2 separate regions of the Mus musculus genome follow, and region 1 is linked to region 2. Evidence: chromatin contacts called from public promoter capture Hi-C data. All regions are on one chromosome and are shown on one strand. The core of a region is the stretch at or near the end of the contact, and the rest is flanking DNA. Distances in the headings are between cores, read along the strand shown.

What was found. Promoter capture Hi-C pulls out the DNA fragments that hold promoters and counts their contacts.
Region 1: a promoter capture Hi-C map of liver shows a contact between it and region 2, with 3 times the contacts expected there. The contact joins the promoter of Zfr here to the enhancer-like site in region 2. A contact is called at or near these places in 5 of 39 promoter capture datasets (embryonic stem cells, hippocampal neurons, liver and 1 more).

What each region holds. Positions count from the first base shown.
Region 1 is chr15:12,115,963-12,120,488 of GRCm38.p6, forward strand. Zfr (zinc finger RNA binding protein) reads left to right here and starts at 1,889. Exons shown (of 20, transcript NM_011767.2): 1 at 1,889-1,985; 2 at 2,277-2,376. The coding sequence starts at 1,949.
Region 2 is chr15:11,023,734-11,028,783 of GRCm38.p6, forward strand. Slc45a2 (solute carrier family 45, member 2) reads left to right here. Exons shown (of 7, transcript NM_053077.3): 6 at 1,989-2,200; 7 at 3,982-5,050. The coding sequence ends at 4,206. Among named protein-coding and RNA genes, the nearest start is that of Rxfp3, 12 kb to the right of the region's middle. Within about 2 kb of position 2,113, at least 4 of the 459 cell types and tissues checked have an H3K27ac peak or open chromatin away from gene starts, as enhancers often do. A contact at or near this core is called in liver, where this site is marked.

The DNA of each region.
Region 1 (4,526 bases), core at 639-3,138, 1.1 Mb after region 2:
GGAGATTTTTTTCCCCCTTAGCAACACAATTGGGAACCATCAGTGTTCTCGAAAACAATGACACTGATTTTCCCCCAAAGCCCTACATTTTCCCTTTGAAATGAGAAAAAAGACAAACCAGGCAGGTTCTCAGAACCTGTACTGTTGTAGGAGGTGTGGGGGTTGACGCCAGTGGGGACTGAGGCAATGTTTGCCTTAGGTAGACTAAAGCGCTGATTTCCACGGGTGAGTTCTGATTCACTCTGACTGTTTTAAGGCTCATCAGACTTAAGAGATAAGCAGCAGGGGGCTGCTGGATGGCCACGAGGCAGGTGAGAGGTGAGGTGCAGCGCTTCCTAGGCCTTGGTGGAGGCAGGGTAAGAGCAAGACGACAGAAATCAGTCCAGGAGTGGCTGGGAGAGGGGATGGAAGGGGAGGGAGAGCCCAGCGGAAGCAGTATAGTGAGTGCCAGGTCTCCAGGTCAGCCAGCAAGACCCTAACTAAAGGAGAAAGAGAGAGAGAGAAGAGAGAGAGAGAGAGAGAGAGAGAGAGAGAGAGAGAGAACGATCGCTAGCTCAGGTCATCTCAGCTCCATCCCTAGCAGTAGAAAAGAAATGGGCGGGGGGGGGGGGGGTGGAGGTGGGGGAGGTGTGACTGAAAATGGCCTGAGACAATACAGAGATAACACTAAAGCATCTGTAATGAAGACACAGTTGCATGCAGTAAAGAACTATTTATAAAGTATTGATCCTGACCCAGGGAGACCTGGCACTCTTTTGAAGCTCAGGTAAGGAGTGAATAGGTGGGTAGTTTCTATTTTGAAACACTGTCTCCCTCTGTAGTGTAGGCAGGTCTAGAACTCTGGGAAATCCTCCTGTCTCAGCCTCTCCAATGATGGGATTTATAGGTGTATGCCCCTCTACCCAGGAAATCTAAGACTCTCACAAAGACATTTGAACTGGTCATCCCCGCACTCAGTTCTAGCCAGAGTGACTTCCTTGATACTCTATAGACTTCTCCACTGCCCTTCCTCCAGGTAGCTACCTGGGTGGTTTTCTTGCTTCTGTCAGGTCTCTATTCCAGGGCTTGCCCTAACCGCCCGAACTCCCCTTATCTTCATTGTCCTGTTTTTATTCCTAATACTCCAGTCCCACCCACCACATTTTCTATGTTTTTGGCTCTAGTGTGTCATAAGACTTCCCAGAACAAAAATTCCATGTGAACAGGGATTTTGTTTTGCTCCTACAACATGTCACGTTTCGTTTCTGGCATCTACAACGCCCAACACCTTGTTGGGGGCCGCCAACATGACCCTGAAAGGCTCCTTGTCTGTGAGGTGGGGCGGGGTCTTGGCAAAATGTGTGACCCCTGTGACAGGCAGGGTTCTGGGCAGATGCTTGGTGCAGCACTTCCTCTGCTCTTTTCCCCCCCATCGTTGTCTCCTCCCCTTTCCAAAGGCCAGTGACAAGCAACAGGAATTAGGCCAGCTCAAATGTTAATGGAAATTAAAGGAGAGAGGAGGGCTGAAAGAGAGAACAAACGCAGCCGCAAAAGTAAAGGAAACCGGTGAAAAAGTAAGGCGGCGAAAAGGCCAACAGACGTCACGCTATCTGGTCACGCTGCCCGACTCCCCCGCGGCCGAGCGAGGCGCTCTTCCTCCGCCTTGTAGCCTCCCTGCAGCGGGTGCGAGTCACCATCGCTTAGGATAAGGCCGGGCCCGTAGTCCCACGAGAGAACCCCACATCCGCACCCCAGAAATCCGCTCCTCGGGGGGCCCTGCGCCAGCCCCCGGGTGGGGGGTGGGGGGGTTGGCGCGGGGCGTAAGGACTACATCTCCCAGGATGCATCGCACTAGCGCGCTTGCGCGGTGCGGCCGGCGGCGGCGGTCTGTTCTCCGCTGAGGAGGAGTGGGGCAGAGGAGGGAGGCAGCGGGTGAGAGTTCAGAGTTCAGCAGCAGCAGCCCGAGCCCATGATTCCCATATGCCCTGTAGTTTCTTTCACCTATGGTGAGTCTAAATGTGGCCCGTGGAGGCCTCTGCCATGCCCTGCCCCGGCCCTGGGCGGCGGGTAGGCGCGGGGGTTGGGGCCAGCTCCGGGGAGGAGGCGGCGGCCGCCACCCGGGCGTGCGAGTGAGTGAGGGAGTGCGGGGAGGGAGGCGGACGGCGGCGCGGCCGCGGTCCCCGCCGGCCAGGGCGGCTTCTCACGGCCCCTTTTCTCTCCCTTGCCATCCCTCGGCACCCCGACCCCTTGACGGCTGCCCTCCCGCCATGGGACCTGACTCTCCGTGCCCGCCGCAGTGCCCAGCCGGCTGGGGGAAGATGCCAAAATGGCGACCGGCAACTACTTTGGATTCACCCACAGCGGGGCGGCGGCGGCGGCGGCTGCGGCCCAGTATAGGTAACGGCTCCCCGCCTTCTCCCTTTTTCCTCTTCCCTCCGCGCCCCGCGGTCCGGCTCCCGCCGACGCTCCGGCCCCGCGGCCGCATCCGCCCCCGCCCCCGCCGCACCGCCCCGAGAGCCCGGGTCCCCGCGGCAGGCGCGGCCGGGAGCCCCCCGCACCCTCCCCACACCCGCCCTTCCCTGCCGTGTCGCACTCGGCCTCCGGCTCCGGCGGACAGCGGCCCCCGGAGGGGCCGAGACGGGGGAGGGATGACTGCGGAGGGGTTGGGGACGTGGAGGGCCTTGGACGGCCCCGGAGGTAAAATGGCCTCCCGCGGCCTTGGAGCGGAGCCGAGCCGCCCGCTGCGGCCCCTCGGCTTCCCGGGTCCCCGCCTCCACCCTGTCACCCCCCCACCTCTTATCTTCCCTTTGGCTCGGGGAATGGAGAGAGAGTGAGCCGAGGGGCCTCGCGCGGAGTGCGGAGTCAGCGGCCTCTACCGCGACGCCCCCGGAGCCCAGATCACACAGCAGGTCTTTGTCGGTACCTTCCCTTGGCCCTGGGTCCCCGACGCCACCAACCACCCCCCTGCCCCCAGCCCCTCAGATTAACTGCCACTTTGCCAGCGTCATCGCCTCCATCTCATTCCCTTTGGGTTTTCTTGCTCGCGGAGATGTTAATATGCCAACCACCTGTGAATCGTTTAGCTGTTAGACCGAAAAAGATGTGCGAAGTTCCTAGGGTAGATGATGCGTGTGTAGCCTTTGGAGCCATTGAGGACGGCTCCAAGTGGACCGGTGGTTCTCCTTTGAGGTCTTCCCCCCTGCCCCTCGCCCCGCCCGGGGAAAAAGAAAATGCCAGTGACTGTATACCGAGTAGTTGTGGTGCCTGGGATGAATCCTCTACCTCCAGATAGCTGTCATTGCTAAAGTAGCTGTAATTCCTTATACATCTTATCGCAGAAACAAGAGGCAAAACCCTGTATTTATTGGACCGTCATGAATCAGAGTAAGACAGCTAGTCGCTTGGTTCATGCAGTAAGCATACAGTTTTATGTGTGCCTTAGCATATTTAGGATCATGGTTAAATTCAGATAGCTTTTTCATCCCATTTACCTTAGGAGAGTCATGTATTTAAAAGAGGCTCATTGGAAAACAAAATTTTAGTAACAGTATCTTTGTGATTTTTTATGACATTTGGGACATATTTTTTGAGTTTCCTCTGTAAAATGGGATACTGGCTAATAATTGGGGGCTGAAAATTCTAAAGGAAAAAAAAGTTACTTCATTTTAGGGAATCCTATGATACAATTTACTACAAGAGATACTGTTTTACATATTACTGACAAAGAAAAAAAAATCTATCAATCAAATAGATGAAATGCCCCCATTTTTTAAAAAAGGTGTTAAAATTGTAAATTATTATATTACTGACATAGGTATTTTACTGATTGTTGAAAGCCTCAATCTTAAGGTGGTGGCTTAAAAGTCTCTTCAGGCCAGTGCTGAGAAAAATGACTGAAATTATATCTTCAGAGCAAAATCATGGGACATTTCAGACATTAACATGTTATTTGTTTTACAGACTTAGATGTGAAACAAGCAAAGTCTTGTGAAGGGAGAAAACATAGTCAAACAAAATAATTTCTTTTTTCTTAGGAAATGGCCTCTGTGCCCATAAAATCTATTGCTAATGAGTAACATGTGTTCTAGAAAATGCTGTGTTTAACCATTAAATTTTTCTGTTCATTTTGTACAATATTTTTCTGTTTTTTTAGCATTCAATGAATGACAGATTTGCATTTTAACTATTTAGGTACTGAAAATTGGGAGCAGGAGTGTTTGGAGTTTTTAAAGGTTTTTTTTTTTTTTTTTTCCCCCAAAATGCAGGGCTATAGATTTTAAAATTATTTCAATCCAATCAGTATTTTAAGAATGTTGAATACCAGCTTAAGTAAGCTTGGTAAATCCTGGTTCTAGAGAGATGGCTCAGTGGTTAAGAGCACTGACCTCCTCTTCCTAGAGGTCCTGAGCTCAATTCCCAGCAAGCACATAGTGGCTCACAACCATCTGTAATGGGATCCAGTGCCCTCTTCTGCTGTGGCAGTGACAGCTACAGTGGACTCAGAGAAGTAAAATAAGTCTTTTTTTTTTTTAAGTAGATTTTTTAAA
Region 2 (5,050 bases), core at 863-3,362:
ATGTTGGACGGATAAGATGTGGAGCCCAGAAGCTTCCTGGTCTGCTGGATGGAGCAGGACCATTTCATAGGTGTCTTGTAGATTTCATAGATGATTTGACCAATTTGTAGATGCTCCCCCGTTCTTCCCACAGCTACCTTAAATTGTGCTTCTGTTGCGATATTATTCAAGTATTCCTCCTACTTCTCCACCCACCATTGGCAGAAGTCACCATTTACCTCCCCTCAGAGCATATTGCTACTCTTTCTCAGTTCAGCACACAGCATCAGGTGAAGATCTAGCATCTCCAGCTACCTAGAGTGCCACAGGGCAACCTGGATGCCCTGGTGGGAAATAGCCCTAGAAAACTTCATCTGCACTGCAGTCGAGATATAGCCGTCTAGCCGTTACTACAATAACTCGGTATTGTGATAGAGCTGACCTCCTTTTCCTGTGCTAGCATTCATGCCTAAAATTTAACCCCGTAATTTCTTCCTACCACGAAGACAGCACTACTGAGGTTTGTGGCCAACTCGGGTGTCATGGGAAGCAGAAGCAAGGGAATTTAGTTCTTGAAGAGGTGAATTGACATCTCCTCATGAATGAGGCACTTTTCACCAGACTTTCAACCTTTCTACAGTTGATAGAGATGTGTCCAAATCTCTCTTTTTCTTTCCTTACCTCTCACTGGCTTACCTACACACCTGGATAAGAGCTGTGCATTGATATCTTTTGAGCAGCAAGACGCCTTAGACTCGGTGCTCTGCACATGCATAAATATGAAACAAGCAAGCTTGTCAAGGATTATTACGAGTTTGACCTAGCTCTGCACTGCTCCAACCTTAGCACTCGAGGCACAGAATGCACTTCAAAAGGGAAGCAACGTGGTCTGCTTGTCGTTTCTACAGCTTGTCTCCTATCCAGTGACCCGAGACAGTGTGTTGCTTCATAAATGATCCATTCACAATAGAGATTTTATTCCTTATCTGTGATGTGTAAGCCCAATGGCTAATTCCAGTGGCTAAGCAACCTTTAATCTCAATGAGCACATCTCAAGCATGCGCCATTTATTCTCTGGCTCACATGATCCAATAGACTAAAGAAGAGGAGATAATTCTTTCCTTATAATTTGTATGTATAAATATATGCTAAGAGGAGAAGTAAGGTCAAAGTTAACTGTCTTTGTCCTTCCCTGAAGTCAGTAAAATAGCAGTAACCACACTAACTGGGGATCATCTATATGCCAAAATTGGGCTGGGTGATTTTTTTCATAGGCTTTGCCACATTTGATTCTGACTAACAGCCTCCACTAAAAAAAACTATATTTTATTCCTACTTTTTAGGTAAGGAGGCTGAGATGATAAACAATTAAGAGACTTGTCTCTGTGGAGAAGTTTATGATAGGGCGGTGTGGGATCCCCTTCACAGATCTTGTAGGATTGACAAGATAGGCAAATGTCTACAGAGAACCTCGGATCTTTTTTACCTGGACAGACTGCCTTCATGTTAGGGCTAAGAAACTAATAGTGACTTAGATTGTTCTGAGAAGCTTGGCTATTTTAATATCTCTAACTTAACTTTGGGTCGTGGGATCAGGATAAGCATACACTGTCCATCGGGTACTCTTGGGTCTGACCACTCTCATCAGAATGAACCTGACTCTTCTGTGTCATTCATCCCTGGTCCCATCACCAAGGGTCTCTTTTCTGCCTCTCCTTTTTATATTCTTTTGATATCTGGCTGGCTACTAAACAGTACGTTGTTCTTCTCTATGGACAGTAGAGTCAGCAAGGCAACTTCATGCTGTCTTTTATGCAAAGGATTTAAAACTGATCCCCAAAGCCAGCTGTTTCTGGCACACAGATAAGGAAGTATTTTGTTTCTGACTCAGTATCAAAGGAAGTCGTCTAAAAAGGAAAGTGCATCTTCAAAAGAAAGGATTATCTGAAGTTATTAGATATTGTGCGGCACTGCCAGCTGTAATTTTCCCCCCTTTATTCTCTCTACAGACTTTCAGAAAGCTATGGTCTCCTACATTGGATTAAAAGGCCTTTATTTCATGGGATATTTGCTCTTTGGCCTGGGAACAGGATTCATAGGACTCTTTCCAAATGTGTACTCTACTCTGGTCCTCTGTTCTATGTTTGGTGTAATGTCCAGCACATTGTACACTGTGCCCTTTAACCTCATTGCTGAGTACCACCGTGAAGAGGAGAAAGAGGTGGGTGACAAAGGGAATTTACCTCAAGGATAAGGGAAGGAAGGAAGGAAGGAAGGAAGGCAGAAGGATGCTTAAACAAGTATAACCATGCAAACATGACTACAAAGCTAGGAGAGTTCTCTCTTTGCTGTGAATCCCTATGCACCTTTTGAATTTTAGGACAATGATAGTGACCCCAAATATCTGATTAAAGTAGGTAGGCTCACTGATGATGAGAAATGAGTCCTTGATCAGACTGAGACAAAGAGGCCCTATGTCTTTTGCAACCACTCTAAGGAGCTTTCAACATCGCAGCATTTCTAGATGCCCACAGTGATGCTACCCCTGATCTAAGGTACAGAGAAGCATGGTGGCATTTCTTGCGGTTACAGTCTGGAACGGTGACTTAACCCTTACCATGCTTCCTGGATAGAGGTGCTGTCCACTTATGACTTGGGATTCAGACCAAGATAGGACCTTAAGTGGTCCTCATGAATGTATTTGAGGAGTACCACCAAAATAGTCACTCAATCATTGAGGAGGGTTGTGTGTGTGTGTGTGTGTCAGAGAGAGAAACTATTCCAAGGCATTTTGAAGAGTTCAAAGCAGAAAGAGAAAAACAAAAAAACCCAAACTGTACATGGCCTAGGAGGCTAAGGAGGGAGGAGAAAAAAAATCAAAGAATAGCAAGAAAGAGGGGGGGAGGGAGGGAATGATAGAGGGAGAAAGAGAGGGGGGATAGGGAGGGTAGAGGGTTATAAGGAGGATGAGTAGTTTGGGGTAGAGGCAGGTGTGTGTGTGTGTGAGCTTTGAGATATATATATATATATCAAAGGAGTAGAGGGAATGATCACCAGACAGTAGCTGTTCTTCTGAGTCAGGGACAGGGGCAACACTCACTATACAAGGCCAATGGTGAAGGAAATATGAAGGGATATGTACTGTGCTCAGCACAGGGCCTACTTATTAGCTCACAGGAGTCCAAATAGGACAGTTAGTGTTACTGTTGTCCTGGGGACAGTGACAGCAATACCTGCACCTACGTGTGTGCTAATGACAAAATAAGGTCCTAACTGCAAAACTGCCCTGCCAACACCTAGTCTGTAAGAGATACCAAATGGCAATTCGAACCAACTGGGGCCAAAGATTAACTATTAACCAAGTGTTAGCATATTAACAGAATAGTCACACCGTGGAAGGGGTTGAACTTTGCTTCTTCCATGTTTAAAACAACTTCAGCATCCTTCTGAAAATGTTTGCCTTTTTAACACCAGGGAAGAAAAAAAGATTTGGACTGATGCTTTTTTGAGTTTCTGCAACATTGTATTTATTTACTTCTTACAAAGAGAATTCCGACTATATTAATGTTTAAGCATGCATTCATTAAAGGTGGAGGAAGAGGCCTCCTGGCAACACAAGGGAAACAGCATCAGTGGAGTTCCCTGAGTCCCTTGGTTAGGAATTAGCAAACTGTAGCCTGCTGGTCAAAGGTAGCCTGCTGCTTGCTTTTCAACAGTTTATAAGATAAGAATCCCTTTTAAGTTTGCAAAAGATTGAAAAGAAGTTTAAAGAAGGATGCTGTTTTGGGATGCCTAAAAATAACATGAAACCCATTATCAGTGTGCTTAAGACTGCATGGAAATGCAGTTTGTTCTTTCACAAAGGCTTTCTGGAGCTGTGAGAGCAGAGGCAAATAATTACAACCAAGATCCTACGAAGCCCAGAGGTAGTTACCACCGGGCTCCTGGCCCTGTGCGCTAGTGCCCTGTAGACCAATGGTTGTTTCTGTGCTTCCCTTGTAGAAGGGGCAGGAAGCGCCAGGAGGCCCTGACAACCAGGGGAGAGGCAAAGGCGTGGACTGCGCTGCTCTCACCTGCATGGTACAGCTGGCTCAGATCTTGGTTGGAGGTGGCCTGGGCTTCCTGGTCAACATGGCTGGGAGTGTCGTCGTCGTGGTGATCACAGCGTCTGCGGTGTCCCTGATAGGCTGTTGCTTTGTGGCGCTCTTCGTAAGATATGTAGATTAGGTTCATAAAAAGACACCCACCAAACCTCAGACAAAAGAAGCCCATGGCAAGAAACCGCTCTTTTCTCGGACTCTTCGGTGTTGTTGGGGACTGTATGCCTCATGCTGGCACTGCGCCTTGCACATACATGTGGGGAAGGTGTGGTGGGATTGCCCGCTCCCCTGCATCTTCCTTACTGCCCCGCAATGCAGGATGAGAGAGTCAAGTTCTGCTTCTCAAGAGAATTTCAAGCCTCCATCATGTCTTAGGAACAAATGCATCTTACCTGTAATGCTTATAAATAATTTTTAAAAGTCAATTCATATACCACTGGGAAATCACACATTTCATCAAATTCAGAAGCACTTAAAACATGACCGAGTGTTTCTTTTATCGTGTTGATTTATTCAGATTTAATTTGCTCATAATTAATTCCCGTCTAATGTATGACATTCTGAACAAGCCTGCGTTGGAGGTCTCATTCCGAAAGCACAGCAACTTAAAAGTGTTCATTCATTTCACTGATGCAGTAAAAATCTTTTTCTTGAGTCGGTACCTTCACTTCATGCTCTGAAATTGACAATTTCAAGAAGCGATTCTGGGGTTTCTCCTACGATATTCTATCTCACTCCCAATAGAGCACATTTGCTTTAATTAAAACCTTCAGCGGGCTCCCATGTGGGAATTTTTACCAGCCTGAAGAGACTGTACTGAACCCATGCTGAGAGACCACATCACTTAATAACAAAACCAGCAGTGGGCTTTGGAGCCTGGCTGTGTTTTGAACCTCTGTTTGGTACTCAGAGGCGAAGTATTTAGCATCCTGAACCATGCATGCTTGTGTGTACGCTAGTATGAGGAATTC